Regions from separate parts of the Mus musculus genome. Here regions 2, 3, 4, 5, 6 and 7 are each linked to region 1. Evidence: chromatin contacts called from public HiChIP or PLAC-seq, capture Hi-C and promoter capture Hi-C data. All regions are on one chromosome and are shown on one strand. The core of a region is the stretch at or near the end of the contact, and the rest is flanking DNA. Distances in the headings are between cores, read along the strand shown.

Region 1 (3,438 bases), core at 493-2,992:
TCACCCTTCCTCACTGGGTGTGGTCTTTGTAGAAAGCTCACTTTCATGCTGGTAGAAGGAAGGCAGGTGCTTGTCTTTAGTTTGTTCTGAGGTCCTGGTATGGTGCTAGAAACTCATTGTACCTGCCAGCCACATGGCTTGCCTGAACCCAGGCTCCTAAGTTGGTAGCCCCTGCCATTTGTCTGTGGGTACTCAGTATCCATGAAAACAACTACAGCTCTCACCTTAAAAGGAATAAGAGATAGTTTATTCTGGAGTCATTGTTAGTGACCATGGCCTGAGAACACAGATTTAGGTTACTCCAGATTCTGTGTTCCCATGGAGGTAGTTTCATGACGTTTTGTAGTTTTACAGAAGAAAATAGTAGTAAACAAGGCAAGTTTAAGTACATTGAAGGGTACATCAGAGAGATTGGTACAACAAGAGGAAGGAAGCTTTTCTGTAAGTCCAAGATGCCAACTGATGACATTCTTGGCTTTTGGTTAGTGGAAGCTACTGGTCTGCTAAAGGATTCCAAAAGGATGCTGGGTGTGGTGACACTTGCCTTTCCTACCAGCAGTCAGGGGGAAGAGGAAGCCACATCTCTGTGAGTTGTAGGCCAGCCTGATCACAAGATATTAGTTGCAACACAGGTAGGCAAGGAAGAGCTGTTCTAGAGGGGTAGAACTAGCCCAGGATAAGGCAGCCTCTGGAACTGCACCAGCCCAATTTCTCCACAGCACTGAAACTCTAATCAGCCAGTCTCTGTAGATACAGCTTCTTTTCAGGAATTCTCCTTCATGGCAGCAACAAATAAAGGCTGGCTGGCCAAAGTTTTCCTTCTAATTGGGCAGGCTTTAATCTTTCCCCAAAGAACTGATCCCCAACTTCACAGGTCAGTTGTTGGTATTGGTTCCATGAGGATGGCTCTGCAGCGATGAAGATTAAGCTCTGTCTGTAGTGGCCACTGCACAGGGTTTATGAAGCTGAGTTCCAGCCTCTTTTCTTGCCTGTCTCTTTGCCTCCTTCTCTCCCTTCAGGGCTCCCTGTCCCAGGTCTTTTAGGGAACACAATTCCTGATTTCCTATGCTGGCCTGCTAGACTCTCCTTTACTTGTATTATTAAAGTTCCCGGAGGGACTCAGAACAGCATCTGGCAAATGACAAGTGTTTAACAAACACTTAGGTGGATGGATGCCAGTTCCTTGGCAAGGGTGTGTGTGGCCATTTGTGCAAGAGAGCAGGGCTCCTGAGTGACAAACTCTCAATGCTGACTTTTTCCACAGTGCTAGAATCCCAGCACTCAGGAAGCAAATCTGCATGTTCAAGGCCCTCCTGGGCTACACATCAAGACCTTATTTCAAAAATACAGAAACCAAAAGCAAATCCTATAACTTGGGAGTATGTTACAAAGTTTAAACATGGGCTGGAGGGATGGCTTAGGACACTGCTCTTCCAGAGCACCCAGGTGTAGTTCCCAACACCTGAATGGTGGCCATTCCCCAAGAATCTGATACCCTCTTCTGGCCTTCCTGGGCACGATGCACAGATATATATGCAGATGAAGCATTCATATATAAACGATATTTAAGACAAATATCAGAAATGCTTAGTGACGAAATGCTTGAGAGCCCCATGCATCAGAGGCTCTCGACATCCCAAGCCCTATCCCCAGGGAGAAAGGCTGTTCATAATGAACACTGTTCTAGCCATGAAAACCTGGTCGGCCTGTAGGAGAGATGGGTGTGTTCATACCAGAAGCTCTCATCACAGTCACACCCATTTCGTGGCAGCTGTGGATCATTTTACGTATTTTTAGTCAGGCTCAAAGAAGTGACTCAGGTTTGTCAAGTTCTGTTCCCAAAGTGCAGCCTGCATGTGGGAGGGACAGACCTAGTGGGCGGTCTCCAGTAGGCAAAGTGAAAGGCTAGTTGGGGCCAGAGAAAGAGAAGCGGCGAAAGTCTCTACGCCCCGCCCTGGGCGGAAGAAAACGGATCGTCTGGGACCTCTTGCAGCGGCACCAGGTGAGCAAGGGCCATGTTCCGGGGCGCCCGGCTGCCTTTGAGAGTTTTTTTCGGGTCCCTTCCTGGCCCTCTTAATACGTGGCAGAGCGGCTGGACCAGAAGGTTTGAGGGATCAAAAAATTGGGCGGGGGCGGGATCACGGGCCCGGCGAGTCTCTGAGGCCTGTTCCTCCCTTAGGGTGACACATTTGTGCCTCAGAGGAGCCTTGCTTGGTGCTTGAAGGCTGACCTCATAGCTCCGTCGCCAGCGACCTGTTCGCTCGCTCACTTTAAGGCCCAAAGAGGGTGTCTTCAGATCCTAGGATTAACCCAACAGCTAGGAGCAGCTAGTTAGCAATATCCAATCACATCAAAGCAGAGGCCTGAATCATGCTTCTAAGCCAGGCTGGTGGGACCTCCTGCCTGGTCCCAAGGCCAAACAGGGGGAGGAGTGTGGGAGAAGAACCAGCTGCCTGGGTTCTTTCACATCCCTTGCCCCTGACCTCAGATGATCGTCAGGACTGGCTGGCACCCTGCCTCCCATAAAGTCCAGTCCTGTGCTTTCCTCAAAGGTAGATACTCTAGGACCCTGTAGTCTGTAGTGCATAAGAGAGCAGGTGTGGGTTGCACCTGTGACTAGAAGTACTGTAGCTACCCCACCCCAGTGGCAGTGCCCTAGTGATGACTGGCTTTGGATGACACATCTGATCCAGGCAGTGCTGGTTTTACTCCCTGGCGAGTTGTGGGTGGGGCTAACTGGTTTCTCCATGCCCTGGCTATATGTCCACAGTGAGTTATCTCTGCCGTTGCCTCAGTTTTCCCTGTCACTAGCCCTTGTGTCAATATGTGTAAAGTGCTCCTGGTTAGCATTAAGGGGGTATCCTCCTAGCCCTGGGAAGGAAGGGGAAGACCCCGTTAGTAAAGCCATGTTGTGCCAGGCACTGTAACTTCACACAGAGCTGTTTGCCAGTTTCGGTAACTGTTATAGAGAGCAGCTGAAGTGACTTCTGTTTCTCTTAAACAGAACCTAGTACCGCTCTCCCTTCAGTGCTAGGAGCACAGCACTGATCTCTTCTTTCAAGCCTTCCAGGATACCCACATGCTGTCCAGGCTAGCTTGCTTGACAGATAGTTGCTTAGGAATGTGGAGACATGGGTATTTGTCTCTAGGCCTCAGATACATCCTTCCACAGCCAGTGCCTGTCATGCTTATTCAGGTTGTCAGAGCCTGTAACCTGTTTGTCCCAGCTTTCCTAGTGTGATACACTGCCTGGATCCTTTGCAGGCTGGGCCTGAGCTGGCTGAGGATTGTGAGAAGTTGGTCCTGGCCTGAGTCCCTAGACTCAGAAGGAAGTCACAGAAGCAAAAGCTATAGTGACTGCCTCTGAATACTCTCCTTTTCCCCCAGAGTCCTGTGCCTTCCTGCCCTTAAGGTGGTTGCTTGTGTCCAGGCTTCATG
Region 2 (3,438 bases), core at 641-3,140, 2.0 Mb after region 1:
ATGACCCCTTCAAAGTCCATTTGATCATCACCCTCTCTGGAAAAGTGATCGGGGAAGCTCTTGGTGGCGGCAGCAGCATCATCCTTGAGATCTTTAGCAGCCTTGGGGTCTTTAGCAGCCTTCTCGGCCACTGCTTGGGGGCTGGTGTCCTCCATGTGATGCGCTCCAGTGGCCACTGCTCATCCTTCTTGGTATGGAGTCACCTGGAAACAAGGGGGGTGGGGGTGGTGTGTGTGTCTTAGCAACCAGAAGTCACACGGGGGTGGGGGGGTGGGGGGAGGGGGGATGGACTCGAGTTGCTGAAAAAGCAACAGTACTATGAATTTAGCTTTAAACTTGTAAATGCTGGGACATAAGGAGGTACTGGTTATATTCTTTGCTCCTCACGCTGTACCACAAAGTTTGAAGAAGAGAATGACAATTATGATTCGAGAAGGGGGGCTCAAGTAGTCTGGGCTGGCCTCCAACTCACTGTGGTGAACTTCTAACTCCTGATCTTCCTGTATGCACCTCCAAAGTGCTTAGATGACAAGCAAACAGCCACCTGACTACAGTCTAACTGGAAGATACCAGTGGAAACAAGCATCCAGGATGAAAACACCGGGGGACTTTTCAAGTTTGCAAAACACCTGTAAGATGGGAAGAGATAAGACAGTTTCCTATTTCCACCCTGGAAATTCCTCTGCTTCTTGTATCCAAGACTCTGAAGTCAGGAAGCCAACCCCTGCCTCCCACACTGGCCCAGACCAGACCAAAGAGGTATCTAGGTGGGCACTAGGGAAAAACCTGGGCAATGACAATCTTGCATCTTAGTTCAATAATCCTGTTGCTTAGCCAGGGTATTACTTGCAAAACCATCCAAGCAAAGAGGATGGCTGAAAGATCTGCCAAATGCTGGCACACTTTCCTAGTTTCACTCTCCTTTAAGGAGCGGGTGACTTTTCAGTTAAGGAGCTGGTCTTAAAGGTGTACAATTCATGGGGAACCTAGGTCTGCGTTGGCAGGAGATATGCCACCCCCCCCCCCAAGCTGGGTAATGGGTCTCCCTAAGGTCTCCAAGCCTTTGCATAGTCTACGGCTTATTGTATTTTTTTTCTACACCTTGGAATTAGGAGGAAAGATTCTGCCTCCATCAAATTACATTGTAAGGAAAATGTGTGGACAAGAGGGAGGCAGGGGACTAGTGATGCTGTTTCCAGACTGGGCTGGTAGGGGAACTCGACTTTTGGACCTCAATCCCATCTTCCCAGGTGCGGCCACTGTAAAAGGGTAGGGGATCTAGTCATAGTTCTCTCCCACCACCGCGCCATCAAAGGCTGACGTTCACAGGACCCCCAGCAGACCAGACTCACTGCTCTGTGAGTCTGTGGCGGTCTCCTCAACCCAACCCAGCGTCTACTCCCGCCCGCCAGACTGTGACCCCGCCCCACAACCTGGTGGCCGGGTCCCATCCAGTGCAGCCGGCTAGCGGTGACTGACGTAACAGCTATCCCACCCTCCAGCCCCGTTGCTCTTCCCCGCCCACCTGCGACTCCGCCCTGACACGTCGGCTGCCCCGCCTCCGAGAGGCTCAGGCACCACCTAACAAACCAGCGAGCTGCGCGGTTTACCAGGTCGCCATGGAGACGCTGCTGCGGTACGGAGGCCGGAAGGCATCAAGTCGCAGGTCTGGCTTGGGATAGCTTCGGTGCGCGTGCGCTTACCGCCTCTTATGCTGGAGGTGGGCGACAAGGCCAGAAAGAAACTTCGAGAGGATGGGCTGGTGGATTCGGGGAGGGCTTGGGGACCCGAAGGAGGTCGAGTGATGCTTCTGCTGACCAGACCGTCTTCCAGGGCCATGGACCCTCGGGCCTCAGGCCTCTGGAACTGACCGCTGCCCTCCGCGCCTGCGCAGAAGCAGCTGCCGCAGTGCTGCGCTCTCGGCTTCCCAGGCTGGTGCCGGGTTTGCTGGCCCTTTTGTCCTGGGGCCTGGATCTGCACAGACTCTCCTAGTGTGGAAACTTGGAGGCTGTCCTTTTCCATTTAGAAACCTGCAGAGCAGGGTATTCTGGGAGGCAGGTCAACCAAGTCCATAGACCCTAAACCTTTAGAGAAAAAGGATCCCTCCCGAAAAGAGAAATTACGGGAACGTGGTAAACTGCCTTAGTATCAGATCTGGTGGGGATAGAAGGCCCGCTGCGGATTCTAGAGGATCCTGACCAATGAAGTGATATGGGTCACTCCTTTCTGGGGGCCAGAAGTTGAGATCTTAGCAATTTCCACCGTTTTTAGTGAGTAATGTGTCACACACAGAGCAACATGACACGTCATCAATTCTAAGGGAAACTATCGGAAATGAACTGGCCTGGACATTGAATTATGCCCTTAGCTAACGTGCTCAGTGATATAATCTTGCTAAACATTTTTGAAGTAGCAAAGCAGGATGGAACTGAAAGTATAAGATGGGACCAAAGTGGAAGTCTAGATCCAAAACAACAGCAAATTTTGTTTACTCAGGCCAGCAAGATGAGTTAATGCTTAGAACCTAGGTAGGGGAGAACCAATTCCACAGAGTTGTCCTGTGGTATCCCCTATATGAATGCAATAATAAATTTAAATAATAGAATAGAATTTTCAATTCATTTACTAATATATTCTTTAGGACTGAAAGTGAGATGGGAGTAAGTTGTAAGAAAATATCCCCAAACAAGAAAACAAGAAAACCTAGGAAACTCAAGAGTTGTGGGAGCCCAGTAGCCCTCTGATCAAATGTCTCCTGATGTCCCTTCAACACTGCAGAGATGGCGGCTGGCAGCTGGAATCCCCCCGAGTGTTCCATTGGTTACAGGTTGCTAAAGCTTGGGGTCAAGAGGTGCTGTGAGGAGCGTTAGGATACAGAGCAGGCAGGGCATTCCTGCCTGGCCACACAGGCCATCAGAGAGGCCCCTTTCTGGTGGCTCTCAGTGGAATGCTTGCCACGTACTCATGGGATCACCAGAATCCATTTAAAAAGTTCAGGTGCAGCAGTGTATGCCTATAATTCCTGTTCTTGGAGACAGGCAAGCGGATTCTGAGGGCTCACCGGCCAACCAGCCTCAACCACTGTGGAGCTCTAAGCCAGTGAGACCCTGTGTCAAAAAACAAAACAAACAAGTTAACAGCTCCTTAGGAACAACACCCATAGTTGACATTCAACCTCTACATATGTACATATACCCACCCACATATGTGTGCAGATATGTACACACACACATGCACACGCACACAAGTACACATGCTCCACCTTTCCTGCTACTAGGAAAATAGAATTATATCCAAAATTAGACATTAATTTATACACATTTGATTGGCAAAATGAGATGCTTGGTGTAATGGTCATGTGCTGGGAACTGGTGTCCATAGGCACCTCGGGGAGCCACTGGGTACTCCAGCCTAGCAGCATCTCAGCCCACTGCTTCA
Region 3 (3,438 bases), core at 420-2,919, 1.9 Mb before region 1:
TCGAGGTCCCCTGACCCACAATTCCCACAGTCTCTGCCAGAGCGGCTGCACACATCCCCCTACCACAGACAGCCCACACCTTCCCACTTGGACTAGCAGGTGAGGGGTAGAGTGATAGCACTGCAGTCAAACTGAGGGTCCTCTCTCAGACCCCGGCCCCCCAGGGTTACCGTCCCTGTTCCGGAAGTGGTCTCTGCTCCGCTTCTTGCTGCCATGGAAACCAACAGCCTTCACACCTATGGGGCCTGATGAGGACTCAGGATGGGCAGCTTCTGAAGGTACCACCACCTCTGGCTGTCCCTGGTGGCCACTCCATTCCTCAGCCTCAGGTCCAGCGAGATGGGCTAGCTCCACAGCGGCCTCACCCCCCGCACCTGACCCAACCCCCTTCTTTAGGACCCTCTTCCTCTCAGCCCTAGCCTCACTGTCCCTCACTGGTTTGGTGAAGACCACTCTTCCCTCCCCACAGCTAGAGGGGTCCTGGTTGAAAGAAGGCACATAGTCTGTGTGGGACACCTGGCTTCGAGAGCTCAGGAAGGCCAGGGCAGCATCACGATTGCTCTGCTCACTGGCTTCAGACACATCCTCCAGACTGTATTTGGTCCAACGCTCAGGGTGTGACACATAGTCAGGGACTGGGAGTACCCTAGTCGGGCCAGTGTTCCCATGCACTCTGCTCAGGCCCCTTGCTGGAGTCTGACTTGGGGGAGTCACGGGCCGCCTGAAGCTGCCATTGTCACTCACACTGGTTTGGGGAGCAGAGCACGGTGCCTGCCGGGCTGCACTCTCCAGACAATCAAAGATGCTGTGGCTGCGCTGGGAGAAGGTAGAACTCATGCCTCGGAGGTGGAATGGCTGCACTGCAGTGGTGAGGGTGCCCGTGGGGGGCGATGGAGGGTCCTCAGGGCCGGAGTCCTCCTGGCCCTCCTCCGAAAGCCTCTCTGGGGACAACACTTGGACCTCCACACCACTAGGTAAGCTAAGGTCCGAGTCCGAGTCGCTGAGGGAGACGGTGTCAGAAGGCAGGGTGTCATCCTCGGTGGGTTCATCAGCCTCCAGGCCAGCCTCTGTCTCCGCCATACGACCTGACACCCGTCCCACCTGTAGCGAAGCAGTCCCAGTTCCGCCGTGAGGGGTGTATTTAAGGCCTCATCCCTCCCCGTCCTCCCAGGCTCCCGTCTTTCACCTCCACTATGTGTCAAGTGCCTCTACTCACAGCCGGACGGGAGGCCTCGCGAAGCTGGGTGGTTAAAGGGTATCCTAGCGCGCACAGATACAGGAGCTGCAGGTTAGGTGGGGTTAAGGAGAGAGTCAACCATGAGATCATAACAGTGTGGACATACAATAGATGAGCACTGGGAGATGCTGGTGACAGGAGATCTCCATCAGCTGCTTGTCCCATCACGGGCTCTCAGTAAAGCGCAGCCTCTCTAGGTACAAGCGCCACCCGGGTCCGGACGAAGGGCTGGCAGAAACAGGCACGGGAATGCCCTGGCCGCGGCCTTAGGGAGGCCAGTGCTCACCGTTCCAGCGTCCGTACACGCCTCAATACCCTGCCGCCTTTCTCGCAGCGTCCCGCCAGTTCCCCGGGATTCGGTCCTGTCCAGTCTCGCTCGGGTTCCTGGGAAACCGAGTCTCGGGCGATCAGATTTTCGTGGCTTCAGCGCCCGAGAAACTACAACTCCCAGAAGGCAATGGGTTCCCGCCTAATGTCAGCCGGGACTTGTAACCTTAACAAGCGTGCCAACCCGGAGCGCACACGGAAACCCACCCAGAAATGACGAAAAAGGAAAAGGCGGAGCCACGGTTCCCACAATACTCCAGGGCTAACTGCCAATCGCAAAGGGTTGAGGCCTGCAGCTTCGCCTGTCGGAAGCCGTCCCGGCCGGGTCCGACACAAGGAGGAAGTGCGTCACCACGCACTGTGAGCGCCAACCAGTTTCCTAGACATTTCCGGCCCTGGGCGGAAGTGGTGTGGGTCTTGTGCTTTGTTGGCTTTCTGGAGTGAGGCGGGGCCAAGGTCCTGGTTGGCTCTTGGCATGAAGAGACGTAGTGGTCCCTGGGGTGGGTTGGTTGGGGCTTCAGAGATTCGAAGCCGCTATCCTGGGCTCTGCCTGTCTGTGCTTCCTGACGCAGGAACGGACACTTTAGTTGCAGGACGCCGCCCCTACTAGTCAAGGCCACACATAATCCTCCTCCAGGCGTGGGGCTGTTTTCTTGTATCCTTAGGGATCAGAGTCTGAGACACCATGGGGCTGCTGCATGCGCCTCTCCTTTCCTATGTTTCTGAAGCTGTGCAGCAGGCCTCCAACAGCTTTGGCCTGGTGCCCATGGACCTCATAACATAGGATATAAAGGGCTCCTCAGACCAGAAACCAACCAAGCACGGAACAGGTTGCATAGGCGTGGGAGGTAGAGGTGGCGGAGACCTAGAATGTCCTAGTACAAGCTTGGGGTTCACCGACAAATAAGCCTACTGGGAGGCTGCTAGAAGCTGGGCCATGAATCTTGGCTAGGGCGTCTCTCCTCTAGTGGCCAATTAACTATGCCAGCAGCCTGGGGGAGGGGCGCAGACAGGAGACAAAGGGAAAGAGACAGTGGTGGTTGCCCCTGGCGTCCGGGAGGTTGCTTAGCCTGATCCTCAGTTCACAGGGGTAAGTGAACTGCCATCTTGCCTTTTACTTATTGAGACACAAGCCAGAGCCACCCAGCTCCGTGGAATCTTTTCTTGAGATGGATGGGGTAATGGGCTAACCTTTACTGTCTTGTCCCTGAAAAGGAGGGTGTTCTTGCAGCTTATCTCCATCATTCTGTGCTGAATTTCCCTGCTTAGGTGGCTCCTCCTACCCGACTCAGCCTGACCTGTCATGTCCAACAGATGAGTGGAAATGAGGTCAAGGCTGGCGTAAAGTCAGCATTGAGCTCCCAGTATAAGGAGGTACAAATGAGGGAGGACCCATATGGAGTGCTCCCAGGGTCCCAGCCCTCCCCACCCACTGTGTTCCACAGCCTCTATTGGACCTGCTCACCCTGTGCCTGGCAAAGTTCAGAGCTGATGAGCCAGGTCTCTGACACCGCTAGCACAGGAAGAGGTCTGGCAGTCCCATTAGCATGCCTGATTTTTTTCCTCCTTTATTAAATGACTGTTTCAAGATTTAATTACAGTTGAAGGTGACACGTTAGAAAGAATAAGTGCATTGAAGGCATAAGAGGGCTTACAAACCCAGCTCTTGAAATGGAGGCAGGAAAGGAACAAAGATTAAAAAGATGTGAGCAATGTGACCCACAGTGGGTTGAGTGGGTGGGCATGGCCCTCTAGCTAGGCTACAAAGCCTCTGGGCAAGTAGCTGTAGAGGAGGTTTGGCTCAGCAGGCAGAACTCTCCAGGGGTCCCAGACGTACAGGGCCCTGCAAGCCAGGGCCAGCTCCACCCCTACAT
Region 4 (3,438 bases), core at 265-2,764, 1.8 Mb after region 1:
GAACTAGGTCAGCCCCAGCCTGCTCCAGGGAGCTCCCAGTGCCCCAGGCCTCAGCTCCCTTCTGCCTCCCAGAGGAGAAGAAAGCCCAGGGTTCCAGGGTGGGACTGGAGAAGCCGTTCTACAAGATAAAGGCCTTTGGCATCATTTTTGGCCTTGAAGAGCTTTTCAGCACCTTCTCATTTAGTAAACAGGAATATAAAGTCCCCCAAGGCTTGAAGAGAGCTACCTCATTTGAGAACTAGTGCTATTGCAAGTTACATGGCAAAATGAGGTGCCTCACGCCTCAGGCCCCTCAGAAGACAAGACCAAGGGATGGGATATAGGTACCAGGACTCAGATGATGGAGCTCAAGGTTTGGGACTGAGGTCTATTGGGAGGAAGGTTCGGGGATGGGAGATGGGGTGTAGAATTAGAGGCAGGGACCTCACTCTGGGGCCAAGAGTAGGTGTAGGATCTGAGGTTTTAGGGTAGAGACTCAGAGTTCAGGGTCAGTGTGGTATGGGTTGAGAGGAACAGGACCAAAATTTTTGAAAGCTGGGTTTCTGGAACCAGAAATCAGACTTGGGGGATCAGAGTCAGAGACTGGGGGCCAGGGGGTGAATCAGAAAACCTGGGGTCAGCGTATGCTTGGGTTTGGAAGCCAGGACATCCAAGTATCAGGATTCTGGGTCAAAATTCCAGGTCAGTACTTGTGGCTCTGGAGTTCCAAGGCAGGAAAAAGATAGGGATTTGCTGTCTTGGGAGCAAAGCAAGGAACCAGCATCAGGATTCAAGGATCTGGACTGAGTCTGGGTTCCTGTAGTATGGGTTAAGACAGGGGTTCAAAAACTGAGTCTTCGAGTTTGGCCTCGGGTACCAGAAAAGCGGTGTTAAGGTCCCGAGTGTGTAGCTGGAAGTTTCCTGGCCTAGGGTACCCCCCTGCTATGGGGTCAGGGTCTGTCTGGGGCTTGGGAAAATCCTGGTCGGAGTCTCCAGCTGTGGGTAGGGGGCATCAGAGTCACACGTCCCAAAGACAACTGGCCCGGAGTCCGCGGCTATAGAAGACGCTGTAGGGGCCGGAATTTAGGGTCTCCAACTGAAAATGGGGATGTCAGGGTCCCGGGCTGGGAGACTCCTAGCCCGTAACCGCCCCTCCCTAGCCGACGGCGCGGCACTTACGTCGTCGAAGAGCGAGCCCACGTTGGCCGTGACCAGCAGGACCGCGGTGCCGGGGGCGGCCGCCTTCCCCGCCATGGTGCCCGGGCGGAGCGGGCTCTGGACTGGGTGGCGGCGGCCGCTTCCTGCGGGGCCGGTAGGGCTGGGGTCTCGCGGGGCCGCGGGGCGTCAGCTGCGCCGGGGGACAGCACAGGGGCGCATCGCGGGCTTGGCGGGTCGGACCGGGCCTGGCCGGGGCTCCAGCCTCGCGGTCGCGGCTCTTCGCTGCTCCGCGGCCCCGCGCCCGCTCGCCGCCGCGCCTCACAGCGGCCCGCGCGCAGCCATTAGACCCGCCGGGAAAGTTCCCGCAGCCGCCGCCGCCGACTCCGGCTGGGACAAGTCCCGCCCCACAGGAGGTGGGACCCTAGAAGGCGGGGCTGTCGGTCGCGCCGGGGGTGGGGCCTCCCTATGGGGCGGGGCCTGCACACAATCTACAGACTTGGGTCTTAGGCTCCCTGGCTCCGGGTCCACTGGAAGGGCGGGTTCTCGAGCCTGAGTCAGGCTGGGGGTGGGGTTTGTGCAGGGGCGGGCCTGCTCACAGGAGCTAAGCCTAGGGTGGGGCGGAGCCAACACCAGATGGAGGAGGGGAGAGGCGGGCATATGGGGCATTCCTGTCAGTCAGGCCCCTGAGTCCTCCCCTGGCTTTGCCCCGCCCTGCCGCGGTTACGCGCATATTCCACCCTCCACTCCCATGACGTCACGACCCTGTTACCAAAGCGCTTCTTAAAGGAGCCGCGAGTTTGGACGACTACAGCCCGCCTTCTTGTTGGGAGCCCTGGAGATCCTTGGAACCTCTGTCCTGGCCCCCCATCCCCCCCCCCCGATGTGGAACCGGTCTTCAGCCTGGGTCCAGGCCCTCGCCGGTACGGGGAGTCTGACGTAGGCGGACCGTGGGAGGGAGCAGGGCCACGGAGAATTAAGGAGGAGCCTCCTCCAGTCCCAGCTCTGGGTCTGCAAAGAGTGGGTCTGCAGATCAAGTGTATGGGATTTTGCAATTTCCTAACACGTCCACCCAGTTCCTTATATAGGACTTTGCTTACAAAACAGAAAGCTGTTGGCATCCAAAAACAGAAAACTAATAAATCCTTTTAAGAAGCAAGCGTATTGATGTACTCCTGTAATCCCAGTACTCGGAAGTTGTGGCAGGATTGCTATGAGTTCGAGGCCAACCTGAACTCATAGCAACCTAAACTAGCTTGAGACCATACCCCGCCCCTCCCACCTAAAAAAGAAAAAGTTCAGATTAGGTGTTTGGATAGCCAGCTGTGGCCCCCATGCCACACCCAAGGACAGTTCCCAAGGTGGGGGATGTGGTCAGTCCGGGAATTTTAGCCACCAGAGAGAGCTGGAGGTGGGGGGCAGGGAGGTATGCTAGTTAGAAGAACAGAATCAGTCCTACATGTAGAAGGAATCAAGAAATTTCTCTGAGATAGAGTCAGTTGTTCCTGGAGGTGGGACGGGGCTGGTAGGGAACATATAGTGAGCTGGGTAACCCTTGCTAGTCTAGGCCTCCAGAAAGCCCTGTCCAGTGGGGCTGCTGCGCTGTAGCCTGCGAGGAGGCATCCAAAGAAACAGTACTACAGACATACTAGAACCCTGTTTGCAACGACAGTTCTTCTGGTGGGTTCATTCTTTAATTTTGTATTTAGTTTGTATGTATGGTGTGCATTGGTTCAGACACACACGCTACAGAAAACAGGTTGCAATTATCAGTTCTCTTCTTATAGCATGGGTTCTGGGATTTGAATTCGGGTCATGAAGCTTGGTGACAAGGGCTCTTACTCACTGAGCCATCTTGCCCGCCCGCTATAGATGGACTTTTCAGAGGTTAACAACCGCCGGAATTAATTTTAACAGGGCATTTACTTAACGCAATGGATGTGAACATCATCCAGTGTGGAACTAGCATTTAGCAATGTTAATGAGCTTCCCACAGCAAGGCTTTGAAATGAGTATCTGGTGCTTACAGCGCAGTGCCCAGTAACCACATGCTCCCTACCAAGTGTTTCCCAACTCTTGGCACCATCTGAGAAAGAATTCAGAGATGCGACAAAGAAAAGGATTAAGAGAAAGTAGTATTACAGAGAGAAGCCCACACTCAAGGAGTCAGTGTGTACAGGCTTCTGGAGAAAAACCTGTGGCCGTGCTTTTGAATGCTCTATCTTATAGACAAGCTTTAGAAGAAGAGAGGGTATTCAAGAGTTAAAGTTAGGGAAAGACATTCTAAGACTGGATTGGCACTTT
Region 5 (3,438 bases), core at 477-2,976, 1.3 Mb after region 1:
TTCCTTTCTTTCTTTTTTTGCCTGTGGGCTAAGACCTCTTCGGCAAACCCCATCTCTAAAATTTACATTATGATTCATAACAGTAGCAAAATTACAGTTATGAAGTAGCAATGAAAATAATGTGTGGTTGGAAGTCACCACAACGTGAGGAACTGTATTAAAGGGTCTCAGCATGAGGAAGGTTGCGAGCCACTGCACAAGAGTCTTCAGATTCTAAGCCCAAGTCCCTTGGTAGCTCTGGGCCATCACAGCAATCTCCTTCACGTTGGCTGAGCTGTGGAGTTTGTGTCCATCTCAGCCAAGCACGTGAGGACGCTGCTTGTGGTGTCTCCTGCCGTCCTGGTGCTTGCAAACGCCCCTCCCTCTGCCATCTCTGCTTTGCGTGCTTTCTCTTTTCCTGCTTCTCTGGCTCCCCGTTCCGTCTGCTTCACCTGCCCTGTTTCTAGGGCATCCCTTTGTCTATCAGACTGCTTCCTAGTGGCTTGTTTGCACAGTGGATCATTGTCAACGTCCTCCAAGTCTGCATCCAGCTCGCCTCTCCCACTTTTGATTAAGTATTTCCTCCACAGACATTTATAAACAAATGAAGCTGTTATCTGATACCCCGGAGCTGTTACCGGAGAAGCTACCTGCTGTGGCTGCTACAAATAAAACTCTACTTGCTCTGAGCCACCAAGCCATCTCTCCAGCTCAGTCTTTATACTACACACACACACACACACACACACACACACACACACACACGGCTCCAAAACCATATTATTATTGCGTGTGGATGGTGTGTGTGTGAAATCTGTGGTGCGAGATTTCTCTACGGAACCCCTTCACTCTAGGGCTTGGATCCAGACTTAACTGCCGGGCTTTACTCGGCAAGCGCTTTAGCCACTGAATCAACCATTTTGCAAGCCCAGTCTTTCTTTTGGCTCTTTAGAACCCACGGCACTAACTACTCTTGTCTGTGATACATTTTTAGTTCTTTTTGTTTTTCCTTCTGAGAGCTTCTTGACACATAGGGGTTTTGCGGAACAGAGGACTCTAGGTAAAAGGTTTCCACTTTTAAGGTCATCAGGTAGGAACTCAGTTGCCATTTGAACCGTTTACCCCGAACATAGATAAACTGTTTCTCTTTTGACCTTCAGCTTTCCGAGGGGTTTCACTACAACATAGCGTTGGTTTCTTTAGGTTAATCCCCTTCTTTTCCGTTTCTTGAGTGGTAGGCTTATGTGTTTTGACACAATTGGATATTTTTCATTCATTACTCACTCACTGATTACTCTTCTGCCTCGCCCACAGTTTTCTTTCCTTCTAGAATTCTGATGCCATGAATGCTTGGTTTTCTAGGGCAAGCTTCTCGGGCCTGTTCAAATTTTGATCTCATTTCTTTTCCTTGTCCACATGTCTATAGTCCTAGCTTCCCCGCACCGTCGTGGGTGACTCCTCAGCATGGGCAGCCAAGGCCAGCACACCTCTGTTGCTCTCAGGGTCTCAGGTCTAGGCTGGCCAATGGACCCCAGACACATTGTGCAAGCAAAAGGAGCAGGCAGGCCAGCTGAAGTCACTTGCTCCTTCCTGGCCCTCTGGCTAGTAAGCCTGACCCCGGGGAGGCTCCCTTTACCTTTGCGGAGTTTTCCAGGTGCCACTTCTTTAGTAGCAGGGTCCAGCATAGGAGACTGAAAAAACCTTGGTTTGCTCGGCCCTGTCTGGTATCACCCTGCTCCTTCACTCCTCCCACCCGCCCCCCATGGCCCCGCCTTCTATATTGCTCCGCCCATTCCCTCCCAAGACCTGGTCCCTGCCTTGTCGAGTACCAGATAAGCCAAAGCCTGGAGGATCAGCTGACCTGATTCCCAGGGTGGGGGCTGCATTAGGTTCTGAGTGTAATTTAGTTCATTTAATTTAAAATTTATAAGAGCCTATTATATTAGCTTGTTAGTGGCGGCGGGTCTACGCCCTCGGACTGGAGCTCGTCCCGCCCAGCGTCCCAGGGCACGCCCATGACTCAGAAGACATCAGTGAACGCAGCTACAGTAGCCCCGCGAGTAAGATGGGTGCCACGTTTAGGCCATCTGGCCCCGCGATCCACTGGGCAGAGGGTGAGGATGGAGCGAGAGAGGTGATGTGGTTGGTTACCTTCTCTGTCACCAGCTTCTCTTCTGACACTTCGGGAGCCAAGAAGAGTGAGTTGTAGGCGCCTAGAAAGGCAACCACAGTTTGGTTATTCTTCCTTCCTTGGGGAACCCGCTCTGGTTCTCTGCCCCCGAGAGTGACCCTTGTGTACCATTGGCAGGGGGCGGTCCGAAGAACACTGTCCCGTCCTCGGCCACCAACACGTTGTCCAGGCACAGGTGAGCTGCAACAGAGCGGATCAAGTATGCAGCCGTGTGTGGGCAGCTCCCTTGCCAGCATCAGGGGATTCCAGACCACACAGAGACCCCAGAAAAACCTGTCAAGACTGGACAGACACTGGAGGGCTGGCCATTCTAGCCAACAGTTGCCTAGGAACACTGTTAGGGTATATCACCCTCATCGAATTAAGAATAAACGGGAGGATGGGTGGGGACATGGTCCATATTGCTCTGCCCCTGGAAATGGCTGGGTGAAGTAGGTTGGGCCCTTCACATTCTCCAGACTCCAGGCTAAGAGGTTGCAGTGTCACAGCAGCCATTCTCCCACTCCCTTTTCTCCCTCCCCAGCTTTTGGGCTCAGGGCTCAAGGAGAGCAGGGTGACCCATCACCTGGGTGCTCCTTGTGTGTCTGCAGAGTGCTAAGGCAGGAGAGGCACAGTGCCCACAGCTCGTACTCCCTGAAGGGCCGGCCTAGCTTAGACAGAAGGTCCTTCAGGGACAGGCTCTGTGGAAAAGAAGGGTTACATAAGAACGCTTTGTCCACCTGATGTCAAGGAAGGGTTTCCACGGAGAAAGATGTGCGCTTAGTGCTTCTGTTTCTACTTGCAGTATCCCCCCTATGCCAGGGGCTGGAAAAGTTCTCCAAATTAAACACGAGTGTGGGTAAGTGTATGGAGAAACAGGAGCCCTCACCCATGAGCTGGTACAGTTGCCATGAGAGAAGATGGCAGATCCTCCGAGAAAGTACAGAGAATTACCTCAAGATACAACACTGGGTACCCCTAAGATCTGAAAGGAAACTGGAGTGGACAGCAGACCACTCAGGTTCAAGACCTTTCACCACTCACCAGATCCAAAAAGGGAAAGCAGTTCAAATCCCCAGGAGTAGATGAGTGGATAAAGAAATGTGGTTCAGGGGCTGGAGAGTTGGCTCCGTGGTTAAGATCACCTGATACTCTTGGATAACTCAATTCCCAGCACCCACACAGTAGCTCACAACCTTCTGTAACTCCAGATCCAGGGAATCTGATGCCTTTTTCTGTCCCCCATGGGTACCAGGCATGCACATGGTGCACAGTCACACGTGCAGGCA
Region 6 (3,438 bases), core at 376-2,875, 1.2 Mb after region 1:
GTTCTCCCCGACTATTCCGGTTCACACGGCCCAGAGTATTCAAACTGAGTTTTACTCAGGATAGGCGAGAACTTTAGGGATGTTTTACTTTACTCAATAGCATAATGCCTTGAGAGAGGCCCTTCTACTTCTTAGCCTACCCGCCATCCACGTACCTTATCCAGCCAGCCCCTGGGTTTCAATCACTGCTGACCAGTGGAGGGGTTCCGCACATCAGGTGCCCCAAACATCAGGTAACAACTGTGTACCACTCCGCCAAATCTTCACCGAAAAGATGCACAACTGTGGGGCGAGGGGCTGTGTCTTTTAGCCTCTACCCTTAGGGTTCCATTCTTACCGCGACCTGGAGTCCGAATTCATTCACAGGATTAAGTAGAAAACACAATCTTTATTTTGGTAAGAACCTAGGTTTGAGATGGGGATGGGGACAGTAACAGGGGTCGGGGTAGACTGGGAGTCGTTTCTGGAGAAGAGGACTGATAACAAAGCTTTATTGGCGCAAGTCCCCAAGGATGCCCCGCTCGGAGGCTGCACTGCCCAGAATGAACCCCACCGCCAGAGAAACGGTTTGGTCGAAGGAACCTCGTAGATGCTCCACGTGCTGGTTCAGGGTCGACAGCTGGTCGCGCAGAGGGCCCAGAACTGTTGAGATGTCGCCCAAGTGCGTCAAGGTCTGCAGCAACGCGGTATTCAACGACTGGGGAGCAACCTGCGGGGAAGAAGCACGGCCCTGGGAAAGGCCAGGAGGCTCATTCGGGGTCTCCACGTCGTGGTCGGGGGTTGGCGTCGGGGAGGATTCGAAGGTATGGCCCGGCTCAGGAGGCAGAGTGTCGGTGCTCGTAAGAGGAGGAGAGCTGGTAATGCGGTGGGCACCTGCAGACTTCGTCGTGGAAGAACTGAATCTGAGCGCAGGGGCAGGTTCGTCATTTTCCGCAGCCAGCGGCAGCTCGGCCTCTACGAGAGAAACGCGCGGAACGTACGGAATCCCAACTCAGGGCTCCGCCCCTCCCCAGGAGACCCAGACCCTTCTTGCCCACATGGCTGCTCCTACCTTGCTCCACCGGTGCAGGTGCGGGTGCTAACGCGGAGAGGGACGAGCGGCCGCGGCGCTGGGGACGTCCAGGGCCAGTAGAGCGGCGGCGAACCCTCGGCGGCCCATCGTCCCCCAATAGCCCCATGAGTTGGCGGATCTGGTTATCGAAGGGTCCGGACGGCTGGCCCTGGGAGTCTCGGAGTTTGTCCTTGAGGAACTTGTAGCGACGGCGGCACTGAGCGGGCGTGCGCCGAACTTGCTGACGGGCCAGTGCGGCGGACACGCGGCGGTAAGTAGGCAGAGTCTGCCTGCGGTCCAGCAGTAGTGAGCGCCACATGGCCGGCTGCAGCAGCGTGCCCAGAAGTAGCTCCGTCTCTCGGGCACTCCAGGGCGTGCGCTGCGCCGAGTCCGGGGACACGGGAGCCTTGGGCGAGCCGGGTTCAGCCATCCCGCCCGAAGTAGCGAAGGCATCAGACGTAGTCACCGGGACATCCCCGGCCGACCGCAGCTCAGCGTCGGGGCTAGCTGGCGACGGCGGAGAAAAAGCGGGCAACCTCCGGGGACGAAGCAGCATCCCTGAGCCAGGTAGAGGTGCGTGCACTCCAAGGCGTGGCCTCACCAGAGAGGAGGGCTCCTCCAGAGCCGCCCACACACGCTCTAAGGACCCCGCACCGCCCTCTGCGTCTGAACCTGGTCGTTGCGACCCTCCCATCGTCTAGCCGCCCCGCCCCCTCGCCTACCTAGTTCCTCTTGGCCTGTGCCTTGCTTATTCTAGCCCATCCCCTTTCTAGTCCTTTCCTTAGGGACCCAGGACCTGAGAACGGAGTTTTTTTGCCCTGCTACACAAAACAGAACGTGTAAAAATTTTTTTACTAAAAAAAAAAACCCAAAAAACCATTTAGGGCTAGAGAGATGGCTCAGTGGTTAAGAGCACTGACTGCTCTTCCAGAGGTCCTAAGTTCAATTCCCAGCAACCACCTGGTGTTTCACAACCATCTGTAATAGGATCTGATGCCCTCTTCTGGTGTGTCAAAAGACAGCGATGTACTCATATTAAGTACATACATACATACATACATACATCTTTTTAAAATAAGGCTTATTTGTTATTATACCTAAGTACACTGTAGCTGACTTCAAACACACCAGAAGAGGGCGTCAAATCTCATTACGGGTGGTTGTGAGCCACCATGTGGTTGCTGGGATTTGAACTCAGGACCTTCGGTGAGAGCACTCTCTTACCTGCTGAGCCATCTTTCCAGGCCCAAATAAATCATTTTTAAAAAGCATTTAATCAAGGTACAATGTAATAAGATCGAGTGAAGAGGGCAGATGGGAGGAGTCAGCTCGTTTGTTTTTGTTTTTATATTTGTGCTTCGCCCATTAGTTACTACTCATAAACAGCCTGTGAAAAGCTCCAGAAACACAAAACTCTGGCACCTTGTATGGCTAGTGCACCAGAATGTGTTGTTTATCTATGCAAATTGTAGACCCATCCTCTCCATTCTGCTCTGGCTGGGGGCTTTGGAAGATGGATGGATACATGTTGTATCTAGTTGACTCATCTAGCTAGGGAGGCCATTTGGGTGCTAGATTTGATAGCGATCAGCGGCTGCTAAATTGGAATCTTAGTTCACACACACTACAAAAAGGAATCTTTCTATCTATTAACAAAGGGTGACAAAGTATCAACTCTTCCCCTCAAGATTAAGACTAAGAAAACGATATTCAAAGTTCGTCTGAGTGTAGAATTCTTGGCCAATGTAGTCAAGACAAGAAAAAGGAACATCCTAAAAAGATGGCAAGTAAGTCCCTAGTAGCCCTAGTTTTACAGAGATCAGTGAAGTCAAAAGGAGTACCAGTCTGCCATCTTGCTTCTGGGACTGTGGTGGTCTCCTGCTGTGGGACCGAAGACAACAATGTAGCGCAAAGATTAGCGGCTGTTTCTTTAGTGATTTGTGACTAGGGGCTTGAACAAAGACCAAGGACCACTGGCTGTGTTCCTCATGACTGGGGTAGGCCAGGTCATCTCTACTTGCCATTCCAAGCCTAGCTTCCTGGGGACAGTATTCTGAGTTACAGCCTGTTGTTTTCAAGGTGTTTATCACCTGGTTCAAGCCCCCCATGTGATGGGATCTGGTGGCTCTGGGGACAGGCAGCTGGCGATGGTGGGACCTTTTTGTCCATTCAACACACCGTGTGGTCATCTCGAGCTTACTTTCAGTCTAGTGGTCTTAGGGTAGTTAAACTCCATCTGTGCTGGAGGCTTCCCTCAGGTACAGTGCTCAGGACTAAGCTCCAGGCTCAGCACAAGGCCGGGACCTGAGATGTAAGGTTCACTGAGCCTTTTGGGCCACTGGTTGCCCCCCGCCATTTTTAACTCTTTATTATCACCAGGCAGGTAA
Region 7 (3,438 bases), core at 442-2,941, 1.2 Mb before region 1:
TCTAGACACTATGGCCCATCCCTGAGGTCTGTCAGGTGAGGGGATCAGAAAGCACACACCTGAGCTTTCATCCCTGAGCTTTCCAGGTCCAGTGGGGTAGCAGCTACAGGACTGGGTGCATCTAGGTATTCACTCACACAGACTATATGGGGAAACCCAGGGACAGAGGCAGCTAGAATTCTTTGCAGAAAATGGACTGCAGAGAGCCCCTGGAGGTCCCCATCAGTCTCTTACCCTGTGGCTTATATGAGCCACACATGAGCACAGCTGACCGCTATGTCCTGCCTCCAGTCATGCCGACACACATCTAATGGATGTCTCTATTGGCACCTGAGCACCCTGCAACACTATTTATGGCAGGGCTGGGAGAGCCAGCATGGTGCCCCAGAGGACCTTTCCCATTGCCCACCCATGGTCCAGCAATCATCTCTAGATAGCAACTCTAGGAAGCAAATGGCAACTCCAGGGCCAGACCCTGTCTCTTGGGCTACCAAAGAATAGTCTTAGATTCAAAGGAGTAGAGGGTCAGATTCCAAGATCTTAGGGCAGCTCTCGCCCTCACACCCAAGCTTTAAGCAATGTGTGGAGTGCTGACTGTGGAGGCAGGATCCAGGCTGTGGTGACCCACGTGTAGCTATTAACACTGACCCTGAGTGGAGAGCCTTGGCAGAGGTCAAGTGCCCAACTTGATGTAACTTGATGGGAATTGTAGCTTTGAACCTGGGGAACCAGAACAGCTCATGTGTCCATGTGTAGAGTGGACTTAGAGGCATCCACCTCCTCAATACAGGTAGAACATGTCCAAAAGCGCTCCCGGGATCAGACCCTGGCAAGGCTCCTCTGCGTTCCTGTCCTTGTATGGACACCACCTCTCAGAGAGGACATTCCCCTTAAATGCCTTTCTGGGCTCAGCTCTCCATGATGGAGAGCTGGACTCTGCCTCTCTCAAACAGCACCCAATTCATTTGCTGACACCAAGCAGGGCATTAAAGAGTGAAGTAGTTAAGACCCAAGTGGCGATTGCAACCCTGGTCTCATCTCACTGTACACCCTACCCCTTGTATCAATAGATGCATAGTCCAGGACTAGGCCTGCAATCAACATTGCTACATTATGGAATGTGCATGTTAGGTGTTCCAGCTTAAATAAAAAGGGTGTTGCTCTGGGGAGATGAGTAGGTAGTGGAGCTTTGAAGAGGGTGAAGTTTGCTGGTCCAAGAGTCCAGAGAGGCTCCAGGGAAATTCTCAAGGAGGAACAGAGCTGAAAGAGAAAAGGCTTAGGTTTAAGCTGGCATCCAGGAGAGGGTCAGGGCCCAATCAGACAAAGACCACATCCTGGTAGTGGGCACCCCAATTATGCAAAAAAGACAGATTAAGGGAGGGGCGGAGCTGAGGGCAGGATCCGCCCCTCTGGATGCTTCCGGGCCTGCCTGGTCTTCCTTCCCCCACGTGACCTGTATCCAGTCATTCTCCGGTCCCAGGAAAGTGGGCGGGCGCGTTCCCGAGAGCCGTGCGTAGGCCTGGAGTAGGGCACGCCTGCGCCCGGGCAGTGTTGGAGGCGGGTTCGGGTCGCCCCGCCCCTCGCCCGCGTCTCACGTGACCCGTTGAGGGCCAAACAAGCGGGTCAGCTGACTCCGCGGGACTGCGGCGTCATCCTGCCTATAAGCCGGCGACCTCTGGCTTTAAGCTTTGCTCTCTTCGGGCCGCCGCGACCATGAAGACTCCCGGCGTCTTGCTGCTCATTCTCGGCCTCCTGGCTTCGTCCTCCTTCGCGATTATCAGGTGAGGACCCGCTCTGGGTCCGGAGATGCGGGGCTCGTCACCTGGAGTGCCGCGTGCTCCGGCCGTGCTGGAATGCACCTGTGCACCCAGCGCAGCCTTCCTCAGGGTCCCACAGACTATGGGGCGAGACACTCAAAAGGCAGGGGTCTCCTGGGCCCCTCTCCACTCCTATGACTCCTATGGTCGAACAGGAGGGTACAGTAGGGTGGCCACAAGTGGGTCTGACTCCAACCTCGCCTCTGTGTGTGTGTGTGTGTGTGTGTGTGTGTGTGTGTGTGTGTGTGTAGCGGGGCGGCCGCTTCTGAGGAGAAGTGCTGCCCCATGGATAGGATTCTGTTGAACCCAGCTGTGGAAGTTGGAAAACCTAGTAGGCCCTTGCCCCCCTGAACTTCCTCAGGCCTTTCCTTTTAAGGGACCCTGTTTGACAGCTGTGCACTGGTGCATAGCCCTAGAAGTTTACTCAAAGATGATCCCCCCTGTCCTGGGTGGTGAATCTCTCCTCCTCCCTCCTGAGTTGCACAAGTCCCAGAGAGAGAAGGTATGGAGTGGCCCAGTTCAAATACCTTGGAGCTGAGGTCTACCCCACTGGGGACCAGGCCCTTCTCAGGCCCGTGGACTTGGCCTTTGTGCTAGATGAGGTCTTGGTGGTAGCCCGTGTGTTTTCCCACTCTGTGAGTCCCTGGTCGTGGCAGGTGGCTGAGGCCGTAGGCTGCGGGAGTAGAGCTGGCTCTGCCGGCTGGGCACCAGGGTTGGGTGGGAAGGAGCCCAGTCTGTAGGCTGCAAGCTGTGGGTGGGTAGCCTCAGTGGAGCCATTGTAGGGAGTGGCCTAGGCTTGATCCTGCCCTGGGCTTGCCTGCCCTGCCCTCAGGCTTCTCTTCTCTGGGAAGAGGTGTTGTGGACTCCAGGATCCCTGAGACTAGGCACCAGAAACAAAGCCACACTCTTAGGCTTGTTGGCATGTTTCCTGACCTTTGCAGGGTGTGTGCCTCCCCTAAGCCCCAGGCCAGAAGCCTGCCTCTTCCAGCCCACTACTCTTAGGCAAGACTCCTATGTCTCTCAGAGCATGCACTGTGCATGCCAGGAAAGGTCAGCTGTGACCTTGGCTACAAATCCCTGGGCAGAGAAGTTTCAACAAGTGATTACAGATCAGCTCTCCTTGGGAACAGGAGCAAACTGGGGGTGGGGGGTGGGGTGGTGGTGGAGAGGTGACCTGGAGGGCAGGGCAGGGACCCCTCTCCCTCTGCTATCTAATGGTGGCGTCCCCTATTTAGTTGTCTGCATCAGGGCTGCAGGGAGCATATAAGGGCCTTGAGTCTGTGGTGGTAGGGCATGTAGGTTTCTTGGGTGAGAGTTGCCAGATTGTGTGCAGGGATGGCTAGGGAGAGCATGAGGAGTTGGTGTTGAAGCCTCTTGGATGGTTAGGGGAAGAACCTCCAGGGACTGTCCAGGATGATAATGTCACTGCAGGCCTGGTAGGGGTGGTTGGTGGGGCTCCTTTTTGTAGAGTCCACGTGGGAACCGATGTGGCTAGGGGCCAGGTTCAGTGGATCAACCAGAGTCCCATGGTGCACCTTGCTTTGGATGCACCTGTTCCTCCTCCTCCTCCACCTCCTCCTGATGTAGGATTGGGTTCACCAGGGCACCAGGTACAAGTGCC

Evidence for each region. Promoter capture Hi-C pulls out the DNA fragments that hold promoters and counts their contacts. HiChIP or PLAC-seq counts read pairs in DNA pulled down with a chosen protein or histone mark. Capture Hi-C pulls out chosen DNA fragments and counts their contacts.
Region 2: a contact with region 1 is called in an H3K27ac HiChIP or PLAC-seq map of embryonic stem cells, with 4 times the contacts expected there. The contact joins the promoter of Lrrc27 here to the promoter of Rnh1 in region 1. A contact is called at or near these places in 1 of 39 promoter capture datasets (pre-B cells) and 1 of 115 datasets of contacts at active chromatin or transcription factors (embryonic stem cells).
Region 3: a contact with region 1 is called in an H3K27ac HiChIP or PLAC-seq map of microglia, with 5 times the contacts expected there. The contact joins the promoter of Tssc4 here to the promoter of Rnh1 in region 1. A contact is called at or near these places in 2 of 39 promoter capture datasets (the C10 cell line and pre-B cells) and 1 of 115 datasets of contacts at active chromatin or transcription factors (microglia).
Region 4: a contact with region 1 is called in a promoter capture Hi-C map of pre-B cells. The contact joins the promoter of Inpp5a here to the promoter of Rnh1 in region 1. A contact is called at or near these places in 3 of 39 promoter capture datasets (the 3T3-L1 cell line, hippocampal neurons and pre-B cells) and 1 of 115 datasets of contacts at active chromatin or transcription factors (pancreatic cancer cells).
Region 5: a promoter capture Hi-C map of embryonic stem cells shows a contact between it and region 1, with 3 times the contacts expected there. The contact joins the enhancer-like site here to the promoter of Rnh1 in region 1. A contact is called at or near these places in 6 of 39 promoter capture datasets (embryonic stem cells, hippocampal neurons, pre-B cells and 1 more), 2 of 115 datasets of contacts at active chromatin or transcription factors (astrocytes and pancreatic cancer cells) and 1 of 9 other capture datasets (embryonic stem cells).
Region 6: a promoter capture Hi-C map of embryonic stem cells shows a contact between it and region 1, with 2.9 times the contacts expected there. The contact joins the promoter of Utf1 here to the promoter of Rnh1 in region 1. A contact is called at or near these places in 7 of 39 promoter capture datasets (cranial neural crest, embryonic stem cells, frontonasal cranial neural crest and 3 more) and 3 of 115 datasets of contacts at active chromatin or transcription factors (astrocytes and embryonic stem cells).
Region 7: a capture Hi-C map of macrophages shows a contact between it and region 1, with 4 times the contacts expected there. The contact joins the promoter of Ctsd here to the promoter of Rnh1 in region 1. A contact is called at or near these places in 2 of 39 promoter capture datasets (erythroid cells and fetal liver), 1 of 115 datasets of contacts at active chromatin or transcription factors (bone marrow-derived dendritic cells) and 1 of 9 other capture datasets (macrophages).

The regions. Positions count from the first base shown.
Region 1 is chr7:141,167,240-141,170,677 of GRCm38.p6, reverse strand. It overlaps Rnh1 (ribonuclease/angiogenin inhibitor 1), which reads left to right and starts at 1,742. Exons shown (of 10, transcript NM_145135.3): 1 at 1,742-2,002.
Region 2 is chr7:139,211,440-139,214,877 of GRCm38.p6, reverse strand. It overlaps Lrrc27 (leucine rich repeat containing 27), which reads right to left and starts at 1,890. Exons shown (of 11, transcript NM_027164.1): 1 at 1,611-1,890; 2 at 1-203. The coding sequence starts at 155. It also overlaps a transcript of Stk32c not described here.
Region 3 is chr7:143,067,599-143,071,036 of GRCm38.p6, reverse strand. Tssc4 (tumor-suppressing subchromosomal transferable fragment 4) reads right to left here and starts at 1,669. Exons shown (of 3, transcript NM_020285.2): 1 at 1,524-1,669; 2 at 1,187-1,282; 3 at 1-1,101. The coding sequence starts at 1,080. The coding sequence ends at 127. Cd81 (CD81 antigen) reads right to left here. Exons shown (of 8, transcript NM_133655.2): 8 at 3,107-3,438.
Region 4 is chr7:139,387,185-139,390,622 of GRCm38.p6, reverse strand. It overlaps Inpp5a (inositol polyphosphate-5-phosphatase A), which reads right to left and starts at 1,514. Exons shown (of 16, transcript NM_001127363.1): 1 at 1,159-1,514. The coding sequence starts at 1,233. It overlaps Gm46004 (a long non-coding RNA gene), which reads left to right and starts at 1,476. Exons shown (of 2, transcript XR_001778314.2): 1 at 1,476-2,057.
Region 5 is chr7:139,912,894-139,916,331 of GRCm38.p6, reverse strand. It overlaps Kndc1 (kinase non-catalytic C-lobe domain (KIND) containing 1), which reads right to left. Exons shown (of 31, transcript NM_177261.4): 7 at 2,736-2,850; 8 at 2,279-2,350; 9 at 2,131-2,192. Among named protein-coding and RNA genes, the nearest start is that of Kndc1, 20 kb to the right of the region's middle. Within about 2 kb of position 1,726, at least 41 of the 459 cell types and tissues checked have an H3K27ac peak or open chromatin away from gene starts, as enhancers often do. A contact at or near this core is called in embryonic stem cells, where this site is marked.
Region 6 is chr7:139,942,043-139,945,480 of GRCm38.p6, reverse strand. Utf1 (undifferentiated embryonic cell transcription factor 1) reads right to left here and starts at 1,625. Exons shown (of 2, transcript NM_009482.2): 1 at 1,052-1,625; 2 at 369-954. The coding sequence starts at 1,607. The coding sequence ends at 491.
Region 7 is chr7:142,386,080-142,389,517 of GRCm38.p6, reverse strand. Ctsd (cathepsin D) reads left to right here and starts at 1,691. Exons shown (of 9, transcript NM_009983.3): 1 at 1,691-1,781. The coding sequence starts at 1,714.